Regions from separate parts of the Capsicum annuum genome. Here region 1 is linked to region 2. The links are chromatin contacts, called in public Hi-C maps. All regions are on one chromosome and are shown on one strand. The core of a region is the stretch at or near the end of the contact, and the rest is flanking DNA. Distances in the headings are between cores, read along the strand shown. Region 1 has its middle 60 kb from the start of LOC107878274. Region 2 has its middle 34 kb from the start of LOC107878274.

Region 1 (7,250 bases), core at 2,176-4,675, 95 kb after region 2:
ACCAAGCCTATTTTTGTTTATTGTGATAGTGAAGCTGCAATTCATATTGCAAGGAACCCTGTGTTCCATGAGAGGACCAAGCACATGGAAGTTGATTGCCACTTTATCAGAGACAAGCTCCATGATGGACTCATCAGTTTATAGCATATCTCAACCACACAACAGTTAGCTGACATTCTTACTAAAGCACTTGGTGGTGTCAAACATCACTCTATCCTTGGCAAGTTGTCAGTGCAGTCCTCACCTCCAACTTGAGAGGGGGTGTTGAGATTAATTAAATGAATTAATTAATCAAGTAGTTAGTTAGTTAATTCTGTACACATCAGTTAGTTAGCTGTAGTTAATTATACTACCTAATTGCTACTCCTCCTGTATAAATAGACTCTTGTTTTACAATGAGAATCAGCTTTCAGTTTCCACAAAATATCTTCTCTTTCACATCATAATTTTCACAACTGCGAGCTCAACGCACTCCATTAATGGAGGTTCGTCATCATCTTAGCTCAATCTCAACATTGTCTCTACAAAATGATACTATTCCATGGGCAGAAGCTACAACGTTGGTGTATGGGGTAAAATCGTGTATTGCCAACAACTTCCAATCTTTTTGTGCTGAAACTGACTCCAAACTATTGGTGGATATGGTCAACAAATCCCAAGTCCCTCCATGGAGGATCAACGATGAAGTTAAGGAACTGGTCAGGCTTAAAGATCTTACAGGTTTCAACCTTGGACACTGCTTTAGGGAAGGGAATCAAGTTGCTGATAAACTGGCGAATCTAAGTCATAATTTCTCTTATGATCAAACTTTTCACAATTTCGAAGATCTTCCAAGTCAAGTTAGAGGACTATTGAACATGGACCGATGGGCCTGCCTAGTTTGCACACAATCAGAATAAAGAATTCTGAAATCACTTATAATCCTCCTTAGATGTTTGCTATCTGTAAAGTGGTTCCTTTTGAGGAGTCCTTATCCTCCCTTGGCATTTACATCATCTTTCAAGTTCTAGGATAGTGGTTTACTGTCATCATAGCATTGCAAGAGTGATCTGTAGATCTTCCCAACACTCTTGATGTACCCTTTTCGTTGAAAGATGAATAAAATGTTTCACTTTGTGTCAAAAAAAAAAAATGCTCAGTGACTTAAGACTGATAAAAAGCCTACATATCATGTTAATGAAATTAGTTAGTGTTCAAATACCTATTGTGGTAAACGGATACACCACATTGCAACATACAAATTACTTTTCTGTAAGTTCTAATTTGATGCTTAACTTGTCCATGGTTCCATTTTAAGTGTTTCCAGTCTCTATGGAAAAGAACGTCTATGGCAAATTCATGTAGCGTAAATCATGTAGCTTAGACAACTTTCTGAGAAACTATATACTCCCTCTATCCAAATATATGTGGCACCTTAATTAGTTTGTCCCAAAAAGAATGTCATCTTTCTACGATAGAAGCAATTTAATTTCAAAATTTTCCTTTTACCCTTAGTATAACGACATACCCAATATAATCTTACAAGTGGGACTTGGGAAGGATAGGATGTACGTAGACCTTATCGCTACCTTTGTTGGGGCAGAGAGGCTGTTTTTGATAGACGCTCTGCCCAAACTACCCTAACTAATTTGGAATTAAGGCATAGTTGATTGATTGTAGGAAAATTAATGAACTGCGAACTGACCCTGAAATATAACTGCTTAGGCAGGAGGACAGAGTTTCTTTATTAATTTTAAGGGTATTTTGGAAGATCCATAGAAGCTTATGATGCAGCTGATCTAGAAACATACTCTAGATGGTTGTGTGGGGAATCAGATCAGATCGACAGTCTGCTACACTTTATACTAAAAGAGTGTGGTTGGGTACGTTACGTGCCTAGTAACATATAGAAGCTTATGATGCAGCTGATTTGAAAACATACTCTAGATGGTTGGGTGGGGAGTTAGATCAGACCAACGGTCATGCTCCACTTTATACTAAGGAGTGCAATTGGGTACGTTTCTGCTACGTGAGTGTAGCAATTTAGTCTCAATTCTACCTGTAGTCCTAAATATTTAATATGCCGAAAAGTTCACAGTCCCCACAATGGTGAAATTCCATGTATTTTCAGTAACATGATACCTTCGAATGAGGGGCCTGTCAGGAACCACCTTTCAGAAGCTTAAGTTATTGTCCTACTTTCTTTTTAACCCCTAGAAGTTATTTGCTTCTTATTCACCAGAACTTACTTTTAATTTCATCACCTCGCAAAACTAAGAGCTTGAATACATGTAAATAATCCAAGAAGCAATGACAGGTACAGGAAGTACTAAAGGTACTAAAGAAACAAAAAGAACAACTATTAATTCATCAGCTAAGATATTCCTGTGAAGTCTAAAACTAAGTGATAAAGATTATGAAATCTTCTAAGATGTCAATGGCCAACCAACTAATTTTCGTACTTTCTGAAAATGGATGTCAAATATTCAGAACCAAATAAAGCACCAGGTAATTGGGTCACTGCAACGTCAGTAATACATTGTTAAATAAATCGATAGGAAAATCTGTATTTTATATCATTCCTTCTTCCTGTTACATTTGTAAAGGTCAGTTATTGAACTTAGTGGAGGGGCTCCTGTGCAGTTATGTATTCTTTTTAGCATCTCATGATTGTTTTTTTTCTCTTTTACAATTTCTTTGCTAAGCAGATAGTTTTGAAGGCACTAAATGTCAGCAAACAGACTTCGGCTGGCTGCAAGGTGAAGATCTTGATTGCAGATTGGTTTGCCCAGCTAAATAACAAGATGTGAGGTGATATGAAGAAAATTAGAGTTCTTAGTGAGTATTTTATTGAGTTATCGAAGGCTATCTTGAAGGGGATCAACTAGAATTCTTGTGGGCTTCAAAAGAGAACAATTCCAGAGCTGATGAGTGCTGACCTCTTGTTATGGACATATCTCGAAGGAATAAGCTTCAAAGGGTTTTAAGGTAAAGGTTAAAGCATTTAAACATCTCTTGTTTCTCCTGGTTTGCTTACATGCTTTTTCTTCATTATAAGGTGCTGCCAAATTATGAGTTAACGGCAGCTAACTATGTGGAAATATTTTCTTTCTTATTCAGTTATCGGGATAAGTCAAATATAAGACTTTATTAGAAAGAATAGAAGGAAATTAATCAACTTCTTGCCTGTCTGGTGTAAATCTTGCAATATCATTATATTTCTTGATTGTCTAGGTTACCAGTGAGTAAAAAATGCATTGCCGGCTGTTTCTATGCATATAGCTGGCTTGCCTTGAGCTTCTAGTTTCACTAGCATATGCTTCTTGATATTGACAGATATGCAAGCTGTGTATTTTTTGTTTCATTGGTTGCCGGTACTATTATGTGAATATGTGTGCTTTGTAAAGTCTTCTGTCCCATAGTGCAGTAATTATTTGTTTAATCATGATTGCACCAGATAAATAAGGACTTTTGTTGTTTATAGGCTGACATCTGTCAACTCAGCATGGACCAGCGAAAGGTTAATGTACTTGCAAGAGCGTACTGAGATGACATCACGAGGAAAAACAAACCTATCATATTGTCCCATCGTATGATAATCTTTTCATAATTAGGTCTATTTTTACTTGACTAGGTCTTCTCTTTGATATGTTTTTTCTCCTTATGATCTTTGTGTACAGATGTGCTCCCTGACTTGCAAGAAGGTCAAGAGAAGATGTCACCACTCTTCTTCAATTTACATGGATGATGAAGAGGAATCTTCAGATTTTACCTCTAGGCTATCTAGCTATATGTATTATTCACCTGTTAACACTCTGCTATAATTGTTTTTGGGCTGAGTGCCGGAGTTTGTAATAGATTTTTCTATTGTAATGACAGTATTTTTTTTCTGTGCTATGCATGAACACCAAAGGCTTTTTGTCCACCAAAGGTTGTTGAGAAGAATCCATGTCTGGAGTACATTGTATATCGTCCTTCCTTGCTTTGATGAGTTCAAAATTGAACGAGGTGCTTAGAATGGCGATGACAGGTGAGTCATTTCACACATTTGCTCATATCCATCCAGCCGATTTGCTAACAATAGTATCATTATTTTAGCTCATGCTTGGTGAAAGTGGGAGCTTGCATCCTGCTGACCTCAAACTTGCATGAACTAAAGCACTCAATAAGATACTACAGGTATGCATTCAAAATAGTTCATTATCTTAAAGACTTAATCTCCTGTGTAGTCCTTGTATTTAACCACAAATTGACACATTTGGAAATTTTGACCTGTTTGTTTCGCATTGACTCTGCATTTTGATATTCTTCTTTTACTTTAGTAGCGCTAATGTGAAAGTTGATCTCTTGATTGTCGGTGTTATTACCTCATAGTTCTTTGAGTCTGATATATACAATTAGTATAGCCCCAACACCCTTCGAATTAACTTATTTATTTGTAGTGTATTCTCATTTTTTATTTATATTTTCAATTTCAAGTAATAAATCTTATTACTTGATAAAAAAGAATCAGTATATCGGCAATTTAAAATATCAACTAATACTAAATTTGAGATGGTGAACATTTGATGACTAGTATCTGATGAGCTTGAGATTGAAATAGTTTATGTTGAATAGACTATGGTGTTGCAAAATTAGGACGACACACACATATTATTTATTATTTTTGTGGTCCGGCCTTTTATCGGACCTGTGTATAGCGGGAGCTTCAGCGTACTCAGCTCTACCCTTTTAATATATTTGTATATCCTCCTTTCTTCAATTGTCTGACTGACTTAGTTTTCAATGTGAAATGCAGCCAGCGCGTGATCATTTTAAGAATGATCAAAAAGCCAGAGACCTTAATAAAAGGGTGAAGGTATGTGTTCTTGAATTTTTCTTAAATGTTCTGTGTTGGATAAAATGCCTCATCAGTATTAACTATACTTTGCCGGGGGTCTATCGGAAACAGCCTTGCTACTTCTCCGGAGGTAGTGGTATGGACTGCGTACATCTTACCCTCCCCAGACCTCACTATGTGGGAATATACTAGGTTTGTTGTTGTTGTATTAACTATACTTTGTTAATTGAGGGTCAGGGTACCATTATTTACAATTTTTGGCCATCCTTTCTATGCCAATTCAGAACTTGATCGATTAAAAATATTAGCTTCTGCAGCATTACCTTCAGTCTAGCAGTGTTTCTAGCATTGATCACAAATGCAATTTCTCCAGTATTTTGATGATCCCTCTCCATTTGTTAAAAATTTCTCAGATTTCTGTCTTGCCATATAGTATGTATTCTTTCACTGTATATCATTGTTACAGCTGTGCATATTTTGATTTCCCTTTGGACCTGTTCACTAACTTAAATTTTAATTTATGCAATCCGATTTAATTAAAGTGAACATCAAGATGCTCATGCATATTCAATTAGGTTCCAAATAAAATGATTGAGTTTAAATTGTGTGCATCGTCGGTGTATTAATTTTTTTATACCAGCAAGTAATATTAACCTGCTATAGTAGGTTAGCAATTTATTTCTAGATAATTTTCTATTTCGTATTTTTTTTTTTTCTCTTTCTCTTCCTCTGCTGTTCTGTTGGAATTACGTAACAGTCACATGGTAGATGTAATTTTTTGCTTTACATTGTTTTTCATTTAATATTGAACTTTGTATATTTTTCTTGGGCTTGTATATTTCTATTAGGCCTCTATATTGTAATAATTTCTTCGTATAAATAACATAAATAACAACCTTTTTAGAAGTAATTACACTTTCTTCCACTTTTTTAATTACTTTACTCTCTCTCCCTATTAATATACATAACATAGCCGTCATATACATAACATTCCGTGTATATGTTGGGATTTTTGTAATATGTTTAGGGAGTTGGGATTTTTTGTAATATTAAAAACATAAGTTGTGTATTTGTGTAATTTTTAGAATTTCTTTAGGCTCCATATTTTGTACTAAGTGTGAAACCCGGCCCACTTGTAATGACTATAAATAAGAGGGATGAGTGGGGTACGGGGGTAGGGAGATTTTTTCCAATTCAATGAATGGTTTCTTTCCTCTTTTGTTCACTCTTATATCTCATCTGAGTTAGGGTTTTCAGTTGACTGATTTGTCAATTTCAGCTAGTTTCTTAGCTTAACATGGTATCAAAGTGGGTTATTTGGAAATGGTATCAAAGTGGGTTATTTGGTAGATCTAAATATCCCTTTTCGTTCGATCCTACCCTCGAGTGGTGTTTTGAAGCTTCATGGAGGCAATGATGGAGATCAAATTCGAGTTTTCAGGCTGAACAAGGTCGTATCTTCTTCGAGTTTAATAAAAAGACCGGTAATCTCTATCCATAAACTGTGTTTGGTGCGATATCAGTGGTATTTCACCTATATCAGTTTTAGATTTGTTTGGTTGAGCTATAATTTGCGCATATTGTGTATAGTTGCCTATTGAACATATATTTGTGATGGTGAATCCTGTGAGCAATGCTCAACATGCTAGTACTAGTGCACCTTTGACTAATAATGGTGGTTTTGAGGAATTGACCTTGGATCCATCACATCCTTATTATATACATCCTTCTGAAAGTCCTAGTTTTCAGTTAGTTCATGTTATCTTCAATGACAATGGATTTGCTATATGGAGAAATAGTATTATCACTTCCCCGTCTGCTAAGAACAAACTAGGCATGGTAAATGGTAGATTCCCTAGACCTGATTCTAATAATCCATATTTTCACTTCTGGGAAAGATATGATCACATGGTGAAAGGCCTGGATCATTAATTCTCTTTCAAAAGATATAGAAGTAAGTGTGATGTGTCATTCTATTGCTAAGGATGGCTGGAAGAATAGGAATGATAGATTTGGTCAGTTATGGGTCTAGATATATACAAATTCAAAGGAAAATCAACTCCACTGTTCAAGGTTCTTCCAACATAACTACATATTTCATAAAAATGAGAAGTCTTTGGGATGAACTTAATGCCCCCTATGTTGGTCCCGAATGCACATGTAGAGCTCTAATTAAATTTGTCTAAGATCAATAGTTATTTCAATTCCTCGGTGGATGAAATGGAACTTATTCTACTATGAAGATCAATACACTGATGATGACACCTTTGCCATCTCTCAGTAAGGTCTATGCTTTTTGACAATAAAATGAGATCTATAAGGAAGCACAATCCTAAAATTTCAAAAATTTTCAGTAAGTCAACTTCCTTTACAGTTTCCATCTCTATACCTAACTCGAACAGTAAACCTTTCAACCAAAGAGTGTCCTTCA
Region 2 (6,983 bases), core at 1,742-4,241:
TAATGTATATTAAATTTTTTTTTTTTTAAATATTTTGACCGAGTTTGACCGATTTTTTTAACCGGATTTGGCTGGGTTTAAGTGAGTTTAACCGGGTTGGATTAAGTGGGCCGGGTTAGGGTTGTTTTTATAAATTTTACTATTGAGCTCGGACCGACTCGGCCTGCTTAACCCTAATTCGGACCCGACTCGGCCCACAACCTGGTTATTTTTACGTTCCTGTTCTGGGTTGGCCCGGTCCGGCCCTCTTGACAGCCTTGGCTGTGGCAAAGAAAACTAATTTAGAATATCTATCATATAACTTTGTCGGTAAAACACTCAGTTGAGTTGTATCTACACACCTGTCAACATATGGATAAGAGAGATAACAGATAATTCATCTTATACTGAAATTAATGATTTCAAAATTATAGTGTTATTTTTATCTCATCTTGAGGGTGGAATAAGTTATCCGGAGATAACTTGTTCCCAATCAAATGGACCCTTAGTAATACTAATAAGAACTGGGACTGTATGCCCCTTCGTACTATAACTTATTCCTCTTCATAGAAGTATATATCCAAAACTCTATTAATAAAGATAATTGTTAATAGCAAATATGATTTTGCAAAGAAAATATTTTTTTTTGAACAATATCGTACACCACATAAATCCACCCTCAGCTTTACGCAAAAGTTGATGTCCTGTGTGACCAGGAAATCATAGGTTTGAATAGTGAAAATAGCCGTTTGCAGAACTGTAGAGTAAGACTGCATAATAGACCATTGTCTACTAGTCCTTCCCTAGACCCCCACAAAATGGGAGCTCTAAAGTTGTTGATTGAGTTGGAGACCGGTTTCTTTGGGCTTTATTAATACTAACCTCATAATGAGGTCCTCATTGTCCAAAGAAAAAATTACAAAAAGTAGCATACTTAAAATCATAATTACAATAAATAACAATACTTTTGTAAAATTACAGTTTATATAGCAAGAGTAACATTATTTTACTCATTAACTAGGCAAGTGCATGTTTTACTCTAACTACTTTAGATTTTTCTATTTTCACTCCACTATTTCACCTCTCTCAAATATAACCATATGTTTTACCTTTTTTTTTTTATCTTATTTTTTTCTATTTTTTTTATTTTTTTATTTCCACTTTATTTTCTCTCTTCTATTTCTTTTTTTTTTCTTTTTCGTTTTTTTGTTTGTTTTTTTTTTCTCTTTTTCATATTTGAAGATAATTATCTCCATGATCTTCAAGATTTCAATATAAAACATCATTACTATCTTTCACTCTCTTGTATCTCTACCTTTTTTTGCTTATTAGTTTTTTTCATCTTATTTTTTAATCATTTTATTTTAATTTTTTTCTTTTTCATTTTTTCTTTCCACTTTATTTTCGCTCTTCTATTTTTTTTTTAGTTTTTTTTTTTTCATTTCTCATATCTTTTTTTTCTTTTTCTATTTTCGTTTTGTTCTTGTTTTTTTTTCTATTTTATTTTGTTTTTTTTCTTTTATTTTTATACTTCTATTTTGTCTTTCTTCCTTTTTTTCTTTTTCACTTCTATTTTTTCGTTTTTTTCTTTTTTTCTTTTTTTCTTTTTTTACTCTTCTATCTCTAACTTTTATTTTGAAAAGACAAATATGTATATCATATATACATATTCAAAAAAGCATACAAAATACATAGTCATACAGCTAGATCTAGATATGTATTTCAGTACAAAACATACATACGAAATACATATCATATTCATATTAAACAGTAACTAAAAAACATAACTATACTATATATCTTCATATTTATTTGCGAAATACAAAGGTGACTCATATAAAATAAGAATATACATATGAATCAGGTATGTATTCTGTAAATACATATGCAGAGCTATATGTATTTTATACGGTATTGAATTTATCTTTGAACTGTACATACTATGTCATTTTAGAGGGTAACATATGCACTTATTTGTTTTATTTTACTGTTTAATATATGTATCATGTATTTTTTTTATTACCTATATGTATATGTATATAATTGTCATTTGTTATATAGATTTTGTGTCCTATATGTTTATATATATATGTGAGTCAAACATGTATTTCTGTAAATACATATGCAGATATATATGTATGTTTTTTACCGTAAATACCTATGCAGATTTGTATGTCTATTTATTTTATATATTTTTTGAATATGTGTATATGATATAGATATTTGTCTTTTAAAAATAAAAGATAGAGATAGAAGAGTAAAAAAAAAGAAAAAATAAAAAATAGAAAAAAACAAAAACGAAAAATAAAAATTCAAAAAAAAAAAAGAAGTGAAAAAAGAAAAAAAAGAAAAAGAAATAGGAACTGGAAAATAGAAGTGTAAAAACAAAAGCGATTTAAAAGAAGAAGAAGAAGAAGAAAACGAAAAAAGAAAAAATAAATAAATAAAAAAACGAAAAAAAATAAATAAATTAAAAAATGAAAAATGAAAAAAGAAAAAAAAATAAATTAAAAAACAAAAAAAAAGAGAAGTAGAAAACAGAAAATAAAGTGGAAAGAAAAAAAATGCAAAAGAAAAAGAAATTAAAATAAAAAAATATTAAAAAAATAAAAAAACTAACAAGAAAAAATAGTTAGAGATATAAGAGAATTATATTTTGAAATTTTGAAGATCATGAAAATAATAATATTCATATTTGAGTTTGATTTGGAAAAGGAATCTACTAATTTAAATAAGAGTAATTTATGAAAAATTTAATTAGATTGAGTAATTATTCCTTATTTAACTCAACTAATTTGAATAAAACAAGAGCAGTAAATCTTGTTGTATATGTATTTGTATAACAATAGTTTACTTAAATACAAAATATAATTTGCTATTTTACGTAATTATGAAACGTTGCTATAAAAGTTACAATTAAGGCTCTATAATTGCTATTTCTGAAATTTTCCCTTGTCCAAACGGGTCTTGGATAGAGTATCCAACATATTTAAATTTGGGCTTTTGCTTTCAATTTCAAATTTGGGCTTGCTTGTCGTTAATATGGGAGAAGTGCAGGGATATCTCTCTTTGACGCCCCTATTTAACTTGTGGCCGCTTTTTGAAACTTTTTTGTACGTAGAGTCACTTAAATTTGAACAACTTCATTTCTACCTTGTTTGAAATTAGTTTTGATCAAGTCTTACTTCAGACATAAAAGTTAAAGTTTCATAGAGTTGAAATTCAAGTCGTTTTTGCTCACTTCGATCAGTTTTGGTTATATATGACTGAAATTTCAGTCATTTTTCTGGTCTTATTTCAAACATGTACGATAAAAGTTTAACCATTTTCACCGAAATTTCAATCACATATGGCTGAAGCTTAATTATTTTTAACCGGACTTCAGCAAGTTTTGTTTGAACTCTAGCCACATATGATTGAAATTCAGTCAATTTTTCCTTGCTTCAACCATTTCTGATCGTAATTCATGCACATGGCCGTCTGAACTTTTTTTTTTTTAAAAATGGTTCTAGTCCAATTATTTTTACTTGAATTTCAAGCAGAAACACACGAATGTTGTTCATATATAACTTCAGACACCACATATTAAAAATGTGTGTATACGCAATATTTTTAAAAAGGTGTTAGGTGGAATAGATCAAAAGATGGTGTCAAAACAAGATATCCCATGATATTTTTACCGTTTCCTTAGTTCTTTTCTTCTCCTTGTTGCGGATATTTTCATATTATTTAGTATATGACTATTTTCCATTTTAAAAATGTATGGACTTTTTGTACCACGATTTGCCATGCATCCTGTTCGAACAGACAGAAAATAAACGAGAAAACGTTAAATAATGGTCAGTGTATGGCTGTTAACCGGGCCAGTCGGGTTCAAACCGGCACCGGCCCAAGTAATTTTATCGGGTTCTGGGCCGGTCCGGTCTCGGTTAGTCTTAACGGGTCGATCCGTCCGGACCTAAATAGTAAAATTTGCTGAAATGGATCGGAACCGGCCCACTTAGCGTCTATCCGTTTTGGACCGGTTAAAATAGGTCAAAATGTAAATAAATAAATAAATTCAAAATTTTCATGTTTTTTTCAATATATACACACCTATATAAATTTTAAATACGTTAAACAATACAGATACAATATATATACACTAAATATATATTACTTTAGAAAACATATAAACATGTATACATTAAATATATACTAGTTTAGAGTGTATAGAAAATATATAAACAAATATACATACAATATAATATATATACTACTTTAAATACTACTTGAAACAATATATATACAACATGTATACACTAAATATATACTACTTTAGAAAACATAAATGCATGTATACTTTAAGTATATACTAGTTTAGATTCTATAGAAAATATATGCACATATATACCGTATACTTACAATATAATATATATACTACTTTAAATACTACTTGAAATAATATACATACAACATATATACACTAAATATATACTACTTTAGAAAATGTATACGCATGTATACTTTAAATATATACTAGTTTAGATTCTATAGAAAATATATGCACAAATATAGGTACAATGTAATATATATACTACTTTAAATACTACTTGAAACAATATACATACAGCGTATATACACTAAATATATACTACTTTAGAAAACATATAGACATGTATACTTTAAATATATACTAGTTTAGAGTCTATAGAAAATATATACACATATATACGTACAATATAATATATATACTACTTTAAATACTACTTGAAAAAGTATAAATACAACATATATATACTAAATATATACTACTTTAGAAAACATATACACATGTATACTTTAAATATATACTTGTTTAGATTCTATAGAAAATATATGGACATATATACGTACAATATATACATTACATAAAATACTTGTTTAGAAACATATACACAAGTATACATTAAATATATACTATTTTAGTCTATAGAAAATATATACACATATATGTAGAATATATACTACTTTAAATACTACTTGAAATAATATACATACAACATATATACATTATATATATACTACTTTAGAAAACATATAGACATGTATACGTTAAATATATACTACTTTAGAGTCTATAGAAAATATATACACATATATGTAGAATATATACTACTTTAAATACCACTTGAAAGTTGAAAGATATATACATTACATGTAATAGTACTTTAGAAAACACATATATACATACAAGATGACAATATATGCTACTTAATATAATGTATAAATAACATAAATACCAACCCTTTTGGAAGTAATTACACTCTCTCCCACTTTTTTAATTACTTTACTCTCTCCCTATTAATATACATAACATAGCCGACATATACATAGCATTCTGTGTATATGTTGGGATTTTTGTAATATATTTAGGGAGTTGAGATTTTTTGTGATATTGGAAATATAAATTATGTATTTGTGTAATTTTTAGTAATATAATAATACTTGAAGTTTTGAACATATATTCATTATATGCTTTCATTATATTTGAACTTAAAAGATATTTTTTTTTTCATTATGTGTAATTGTGTATATATGTTTGTTATGTTTATTACTTTATTACTTAGTGTAAAGTTTGATAGTAATATATTAAAAGTATTTAATCAAACTAAAAATAAAATTTAAATGAAAAAAATTATAAAGTAAGGAGTGAATGAATGTTGTATTTTATTGATTGCAAAATGTCCAAAACTTATAATTTACATAAATGAGAAATGTACAAATTTTGCATCATTTTTTCCAACTCGTTCTTGTTAATATTAACGGGAACTGCCATAGAATAGTCAAAATCAATGGAGGCAAAATCATGCGTTGGACTTGATTGTGCTGAGTTCTCCTTTGAAGTCAAAATTTCTTCAAGATTCTGTTCGTCTTTTGGCTCCACCTCCTTTCTTTGATTTCTTCGTTCCGCTCTAATCTAATCTCTAAGGCAAACTAGAACATTCATCGTATTGCTTCCCAATGAGTGTCAGTTGTCTCCAAGCTATTGTTGTCCTTGACTAAAAGCGCTCTCCGATGGAACAGTTGACATTGAAATATTCAATATATCTCTAGCTAATCTAGAAAGCACAGGATATTGTCTTTCATTATTCTTCCACCAATCCAACGCGTTGATCCTTGCTCTACAATCCTCTATTGGCTGTCGAAGATAATACTTAAGCTCTTCCCGAGAAATTGTTGTGTATGTTGAAGTCTCAACCCTGTCCCAAACATTTAAATTATAAAAGTAATAAGGAAAACCACTATGTGCTGACCTTTTAGAAGATGATGAGTCATCGGGAGCGATAGTTGGACTGATATTTGTCGATATAACTACATCAAGTAAATCGACATAATGATTATATAATGCTTTTATTTAAATATTCGTATCACTCATAGCTGTAAATAAATCTGTTTTTTCTTCAGGCTCTATCTCTAAGAAAGTATAAATAATAGAACTAAAGCCACACATAGTATTATATTTCATACATGGATTTAGTATAGCACCAACCAAGTAAATTGGAGGAAGTGGATAAAAATATTTTTTAAATTTAGCAAACATAGCACTAACAACTTCTTTGTAACCTTCTTTATTCTTATATTCTTTAAGCAAACAAGAAATTTCGGCTAAATAAGCTAAACTATTACAAAAAGTAGGATAATAAACACCAAAAAATTCAACCGTTGCTATATAAAGCTTTTTCAAGAACTTATCAAGATCATCAATTGTAGCCCAATCAGAATCATGTAGCATACACTCGGAAAAAGAACCAGAATATTGATTAAAAGTCATTGTAATAGGAACTTTATAAGCAAGACAAGTTTTTAAATAAGTATAAGTAGCATTCCATTTAGTATCAGATTTTTCCGGCATTAATATCGGTCTAAGTCCATTTTGTTCACATTTAACTTTAAATTTTTTCACTCTTTTTCTTTGATTATTTTCTTGAATAAAGCCAACAACAAGCTGAACCTTTTCAATATAAAGCTCAAAAAATTCAAGG

The links. A called contact is a pair of places that touch in the nucleus more often than the background predicts.
Region 1: a contact with region 2 is called in a Hi-C map of placenta, with 3 times the contacts expected there. The contact joins two enhancer-like sites. A contact is called at or near these places in 2 of 5 Hi-C or Micro-C datasets (leaf and placenta).

What each region holds. Positions count from the first base shown.
Region 1 is chr7:195,425,041-195,432,290 of UCD10Xv1.1, forward strand. No RefSeq gene overlaps it. Among protein-coding and RNA genes, the nearest start is that of LOC107878274, 60 kb to the left of the region's middle. Within about 2 kb of position 3,426, at least 1 of the 5 cell types and tissues checked has an H3K27ac peak or open chromatin away from gene starts, as enhancers often do.
Region 2 is chr7:195,330,515-195,337,497 of UCD10Xv1.1, forward strand. No RefSeq gene overlaps it. Among protein-coding and RNA genes, the nearest start is that of LOC107878274, 34 kb to the right of the region's middle. Within about 2 kb of position 2,992, at least 1 of the 5 cell types and tissues checked has an H3K27ac peak or open chromatin away from gene starts, as enhancers often do.